Regions from separate parts of the Hordeum vulgare genome. Here region 1 is linked to region 2. A link is a contact called in public Hi-C data. All regions are on one chromosome and are shown on one strand. Each heading gives the region's core, a stretch centred on a gene start, on an enhancer-like site or on the middle of the called end of the contact. The rest is flanking DNA. Distances are from core to core; before and after follow the strand shown. Region 1 overlaps LOC123443675 (protein HASTY 1). Region 2 holds the start of LOC123443675 (protein HASTY 1).

Region 1 (3,309 bases), core at 22-2,521, 35 kb before region 2:
CAGAGTGTGAGTGTGAGTTTTCACGATTTGAGGAGGGTTTTTTCTCTCTATTGTAACAAGCATTACCCACGTAGAGAGGAATATGTGTGTGTTGTATATAAATAAAGGACTTTCGATTTGGAAACACTCTTTAATGTCACTTTCGTTTTAGCTGGTCATGACCAAGAAACCATTGGCTTTGCTTGGTGGTAAATTTGCGGCTTCAATTCCTGCTGGATGCACGCGAAATGAGTTTGAACTCATGTTTAAACAAGGAAATGTACAATCTATCTTCTTATCCCGGGTTGAGATAAGGAGCCAATGGAGTTCGAGGTACCAATCGAATTTAATTGATTATATCACTCCGCATTACTATAAAAGGCAGCAGCTTACTTAGTAGCTCAACATATGAACTCTTGACCTCCTTATGCATTCATAGCATAAGACTTCACTACTCAATCTGCTTTATATACTCAACATCGATAACTCCAGCATTGTATACGTCATTAGTCTGATTCTTCGTAAGAACTACTCGTAATAACAAGCTTAAGTTTTTACTGGCAACTACATACAAGAATTTGCATCTTGGATAGGGTCAAACCTGCGCAGCATAAAAAACTTCTATAGAAAAGGAAAAAAGGACCTCTTACTAACAACAGCTCTTGGCATTACCGGGAGGACGTCTACCGGGTCAGCTGAAGGATAGTTGGTCAGTGGTAATTTTCCACCAGATACCACCCTGATTGATACGGGGCAACAATTGTGTATGCTTTATCGAGTGAACTAGGTCGGTGGGCACTTTCAGCATTCAGCCAAGGATGCTTTAGCAAGTGAACTAGGTTGGTGGGCACTTTCACCATTCAACCATGGATGCTTTACCGAGTGAACTATAGGCTGGCCGACGCTTTCACTTTCAGCCATGCATGCAACTTTTTGAAGAATTTTGCCTTTCCAAGTTGGTGGGCAATTTCACCATTCAGCCATGGATGCTTTAGCGAGTGAACTAGGTTTTATTTGACAGAGAAGTAGGTTTTTAGCAGTATTCCTTCTCAAGTTTCTATTTCTTCGGTTAAGATAGATCTGGAAAAGATGGAATACGAAGAACCGGAGAACAGCATGCATGGGAGAAGATTTAGGGAAAGGTGCCCACCTTTTAACGGGAGAAAGGACAAGTCATTAGAGCAAGCATACTTTACTGGGCGCAGACAATGTGAGTCACCGGTACAGATACAAGATACTATCATTACAGCCTGGACAATTAGACAGTCAACCCATAACTGCAACAGCCCAATTCAAATCTCCGCTTTCGCAATTAAAATAAATTAAAAAAGTCCTCTTTATGCCCACGTTTAGGCCTTATCGAGTCACACGTGGGGGGAGTGTTAAATTATTTGTGGATTGCCCAACCTTCCCCGTCCGTTCGATCTTTTGGTTATACTGGTTGGTGCATCAGATTTAAATAGCAAAGTCATCCAAAATAAGAGCAACAGTTATACTCCCTCCGTCCCAAAATTGTTGTCTTAGATTTATCTAGATATGAATGTATCTAGTCACATTTTAGTATTTAGATACTTTCATTTCTAGACAAATCTAAGACAAGAATTTTGGGACGGAGGGAGTATATACCATGGTTATTTACACCACGTAATTAGCTATAGCTTTGGTAGCACTCTGTTATGTATAGCATAAGAATCACTTCCAGGGTCTAAATACCTCTTGGAGAGGTAGGGACAGTTATCTAAGATATGATTCTCAAATAACATATTTTCATCAAGTAAATACTCTGTCATGATCTCAGAAAAAATACCTGTTTAGGTGCAGGATCTTTGTCTGATAGATAAAGATATATTTCTCGACAAAGTCCAATAAGCTCTGCACTCACAACGGCATTCAATTCAACAGATAAGCCCTGTATTATAGAAGAAAATAGATCCTTTCCAACAAACTGCCTCAGCTCAGCCCGGTTTGTTGCAACAGCAAGGTGAATCAATGCACCACAAAAGGGTATTACTTTAGTCACTGCTTCACTATCTGGCCAACTGAACACTTCAACAGTTATTCTCAAAGCAGGCAGGGCAGTGCCAGCATTAAGCATAAGAAATCTGTGAATGATTAGTACCAGTCAGTCTTTGTTCATTTGTTGAGATGTTACTCGATGAAATTTAAGAACTAAGGTAAACACATATATGAGGCAGGAAAATTTTCCAGTACCCAGTAAGAGAGCTGGAAGCAAATGACTCCAGACTTTTAAGAGAAAAATCAATCCGGTTGACAGGTCCAAGTTGTTCCAAAGATGGAAGTCCACTATTCAAACCAGGTAATGCTAACACCCAAAGCACAGAACAAATTTCACGAGTCAAGTCCCGTAACAGCTTCTCTTCCATCACCTCAACCTTAAGTTCTGACCCAGAAAGATTACCGAAGTTATCAGGAACCTTAGCTCGGCCCTCACGTAGAAGACTTGACCATGAATAATCAAGAGCTTGCTGACAGTGAACGAATATTGGTTGCAGAAGGTTCACTGTCCATATCTGCCATAGTTCAGCAGGGCAATATTTAACCAAAGGAACAACAGCAAGGTGCATGAGTTGGCGCAAATGACGAAACTCCATAACTTGCACATTCTCCATAAGAGCAAGGATGACAGAGGAACCATCTATGCATCGGAAAAATGCTTCACCAAGAGTAGCTGCTAATCCTATAAGATTGTACCTGTAGTATGGTATTCTCACTTGGGTCAAACATAGATTACAGGAGCAATGACTACTTAACATGCAAGATGAAAATTTCTGCAAAGTGTAGCTCAACCGTTCTTGAGTCATCAAGGATTATCAGAATATCAAATTGATGAACAATATAGGTGGTACCAATAATGCTCTTTGAGATTGAACGAGGATTCAACAGAACTTCAAAAATACTAAGTGAATATTTGCGGTACTCCAATTAAGAATCCTTACCCACTGTCACGGACGCCTCGTAACCAGTTTCTTATGTTATTTTCCTTAGACTCTCCCTCCCTTTGAAGATCCAGTAATCCATCAGCAGGTGCAACCTGGCCCTTGGTGAGTTTACTTGTCTCTCCCAGTAGACTGGCCTGCTCCGAGATAGTCATGCTTTTGGCCGCTTTGATTTCTCCTGTCAGCGACTGAGCAAATGGCTCGGCCCAAAGTGCATGTATACATCTCAGCAGCTGAAGATTGTGCAACAAAAGGGAAACAGAAAGTATCAGATTAGCCTATGTATAATGGCTAAAGAGAAGTTAATGAAAATCAGGCGAAAAGCATGTATAGTCAGCCATCACCATACTGAAGATCATCCAACAAAAGAGGC
Region 2 (3,767 bases), core at 984-3,483:
AGAAGCATGCCACATACGTTGTCAGGTCAGGCCCTTTCAACACATGGGGCTCACGCGTCACTAGCAATGAGTCTAAATTTTATGCCCTTTATTACACATTCGTCCATTTTGAGTCTAAATTAACATGCTATTCGAGCCATTAGCTGTTAGGTCCAATTAATTTGTCTGACAAGCCGATTTATCAGCTGTCAGGCTGAATTATCGGATGGGCCAATTAACTGCTAGGCACTTTTTTAGCCCAAAACTGGCGTGAGAATGCCGCCAGTCGGATTCGAACCGAGATGCTTGAGCACTGCTTCCTAAGAGCAGCGTGTCTACCAATTTCACCATGGCGGCTAACTTCAAATAATAGGTAACTTGTTCCCTCCCTGCTTTTCAATGTGCAGGTTTATTGCCTTCCAGATCAGCTACAACATCATCAGAACATCAAGGCAACAATTTTCCTTGTTGCTATGTAGCCTAGGATTGCATATCTAGACACTTAGTATGCAGCATATTGCTATATAGACTAGGGCATATAGATATGGCCCTAGTTAACCTCCCGATAAATGGGTTACCAATAAATTAAGTTAAATGGCCGATTCACCGATTAATCCCTACTCAGCACCCGACCGGTATGGTACCAGTTACCGATATCCTGAACATTGGTTACGATGCATGCCAGCAAGCACAGAAATATAAAATAATATCTGGAAGTAAACTATTGAGTCAAGTTCTTTCCTTGATTATAATCAAAGAAATTCTGATGTCTCAAATCAATACACAGCTTCTAAGGCAGCATACACACTAACAGAACACCGATTCTTAAAACGTCAAATGCTACATTGCTTTTTCCACTTGGTTATTTTGACTATCAGAACAGAACACACTCAAAGCAACACCATTTCCAGATTATTGCATTACAGTGATAAATCCACAAATTTAGTCATACCTTATTGGCTCATTGTGCAAACATTTGAATATTTGCCACTAAAAACTGTTACCAAGTAAATATTTACCGAACCAGGTGTTTACAGCACCACCATCAGAAAACATCAGAGGGTAGTAAAAGCTGCACGAATTCACATTTACAACTTACAATAGTCCTGCATTTAAATAGTTTACGCACAACTTCTTGTACCCAAGAATGGTATTCCATTATTCTATATTTTCAAGATAGTTCTTCGATTTCATGACATACTCTGCAGATATTTTCCTATTTTGCCTTGTCGGCATTATATGAGATCACTAGTCACTTAGCCAAATCTGCATCACACTATTCCTCTTACACCTACTACATCAATCACTTGCAACAAATCTACTCACATACGCAAGAATAATATAGATAGAAAGGGTTTACAACTTTTTAATAGATTAACATGTTTCTATGGTATATTAATGTGTGTTTTCCAAGTCTGCATATACACTATTTCTAACTTCTGCAATAGGAATGCAATTGCCCCCGTTACGTAAAAGTGCATGCTGACTGATGAACAGTGCATGGAAGCAAAAAAAAAATGGTCGAATAGTTTGGGTTTCTAAAGCAGTCAGGACAAGATCAATCACTAAGATCGCGATTTATATGATGCAGAGTTCACCTGCAACATTTTAAACCCATGCAGCCGGATCTCTGAAGCCTGATGCTTCCGAACCAATAGAAAAGATGTGCCCGCCAACGCTCGGACATCTCCACTTTTTACCTGCAATTGGCAGGTCTCATTGTCATGCCATTGGCCCCGAACAGCATTACATTTTTAGCAATGGAGCACTACAGTACCAAGTTTTTTCTTGGTATTACGGAAGATTAGAAAGGGTACTAAAAGTTTTTTCCTTAGTAATAACAGAAGAAATGTGCATTGGCAGCACCACCAACGTCACCACAGACACGGAAGCAACAACAAGCAGACATGTGCGCGAAACAGGGATTAGGAGGAGGACGGGGCTAAGCACGGACCGATTCGAGATAGGCGAAGGCGGCGTTACGGGCGTCGGGAGAGGATCGCCAGTCCATCACAGCGGAGATCGCCGTCGCCACGCAGGCCGCGGCAGAGTCCGCGGCCATCTCTGGATGAGGTATTCCTTCTGGAATGGAGGGGGGACTAGCGGGAGGTCGATGGCATTACCGTGCGGAGCCGGGGAGTGGTAGGGCAACGCCACGGCGCGGGGAGAGGGGGGAGGCTAGGGTTTTCGGTGTTCGTCGCGATGCGTTGCGTGGGGTTTTATGTGTGTGTGCGCAGCAGGACAGCAGCACTCGAGGGTCGCGGCGGTCGTGTGGCGCGTTTGCCTCGGATGCGTCGTTCGCTGGATGCGTGTCTTCTGGCCGGTGCGTGTTCTCTCGTTTAGGCCTCGTTTGCTACCCAGGTATTTGCACCTTATCTAGAGTATTTTACATGCTCGGTAAAAAAATCTCTGAAATTCTTCATAGCCCGTTTGTTACTGGTATTAGACCGGCCTATCCCTAAATTTACAAGTCTGAAATCCTCAATACCCGTGTAAGAGCAGACGCGAAGGGCAGCTCGCGAATTTCCTCCCTCCGTGACGGCGCCGCCTGCCCCCTCCGTCGTCGCCCCTTCGCTCCTCTCCACCGTTGCCCCTTCGCCCCTCTCCGTCGTCCGCCCTCCGTTCTCCGTCGTCCGCCCTCCACCCTCCGTCCGTCGTTCGTCGGCTTCGTCCAGGCCTCCTCAACCCTGTCCGTCGGTCCTGCCTCCTCAGCCCCTGCCGCCTCCGACGCCAGAACTCATTGCTCCGGTAACCTGGCATCTTCGCCGGTAAGGATTGGTTCCATCTCATCCCTCCCCTCTCCTCCCCCTTTTCTAGGGTTTCACTCGTTGGCATGCTAGCATTCTTGCTATTGTAGGCATGGTAGTATGAACCTCGAAAGGGATTGAATTTGTAATTCAGGTGAAGCTTTGAACGTTGGAACCCATGATATGACTGAGTAATTCAGGGTTGAGAACAGTTAATCTGCAGCGGTTTTTATCCCTTTTTGTTGGAAGCTGAAGCACGTTCGTGTGGCTCTTGGGAAGCTGGAGCAGGATCCCTGAAATGTGTGTGAAAGCTGAAGCAGGTTCATTTTGAACGCGTCGAAGTTTAAGCTGGGTGTACATACCGAAGCATGGGTTACAAGATCCTCCACTTGTTAGCCATGGAAATACCAACAACAGCTTTTTTTAAAATGTTGGAGTTGAAGGAGGAGGACAAGTTCACATGCATTACAGTGCAAAATGACTCGAGTCTGTACTGCCAGGGTCACCCTCTTTCTTTGATTATTGTAGAGTGGGTGCAAGGTGGCTCTAGTACTTGTGTTTGTAGGTGATGATTTCTCCAAATACATACATCGAATAAAAACCAAAGCCAAGTTGAGACTTGTGTTGCCAGGGTCACCCTCTTTCTTTTAGTCAGAGAAGATGCTATATATTTACATGTCGACACATGCTTTCTCAATTATGTTGATGTTAATAGCCAAGCAACTAGTGATGCAAATTTAGTCCCATGGACAAGATGTTGTTGTTAATAGCCAAGCTGCAACACAGCAATTTAGTTGGACTCTTAGGAAGGAAAATGTAGAGAAGTTCTGTGCAATTTGATAATGATGTTTTGTCATCAAATAAAAGGAAGGAAAATGTAGAGATGTTCTGTTTTATTCTGAATTAACATTCTCCAATTTGTAGTTGTCCTTGGATAGTTGTACTTGGATTATCTAAACCTTAGACCAGTTGTTTTGGGTTTTTATAGGTACCCGAGCCTTGGTTTATAGTGGGAGTGGACGAGCCGCCACCTTCGTGGGA

What was found. A called contact is a pair of places that touch in the nucleus more often than the background predicts.
Region 1: a contact with region 2 is called in a Hi-C map of leaf, with 1.7 times the contacts expected there. The contact joins the enhancer-like site here to the promoter of LOC123443675 in region 2. A contact is called at or near these places in 4 of 6 Hi-C or Micro-C datasets (leaf and seedling).

The regions. Positions count from the first base shown.
Region 1 is chr3H:292,314,238-292,317,546 of MorexV3_pseudomolecules_assembly, reverse strand. LOC123443675 (protein HASTY 1) reads right to left here. Exons shown (of 22, transcript XM_045120171.1): 18 at 2,937-3,169; 19 at 2,191-2,691; 20 at 1,787-2,081. Among protein-coding and RNA genes, the nearest start is that of LOC123443675, 35 kb to the right of the region's middle. Within about 2 kb of position 1,271, at least 1 of the 3 cell types and tissues checked has open chromatin away from gene starts, as enhancers often do. A contact at or near this core is called in leaf, where this site is marked.
Region 2 is chr3H:292,279,603-292,283,369 of MorexV3_pseudomolecules_assembly, reverse strand. It overlaps LOC123443675 (protein HASTY 1), which reads right to left and starts at 2,233. Exons shown (of 22, transcript XM_045120171.1): 1 at 1,934-2,233; 2 at 1,578-1,679. The coding sequence starts at 2,041.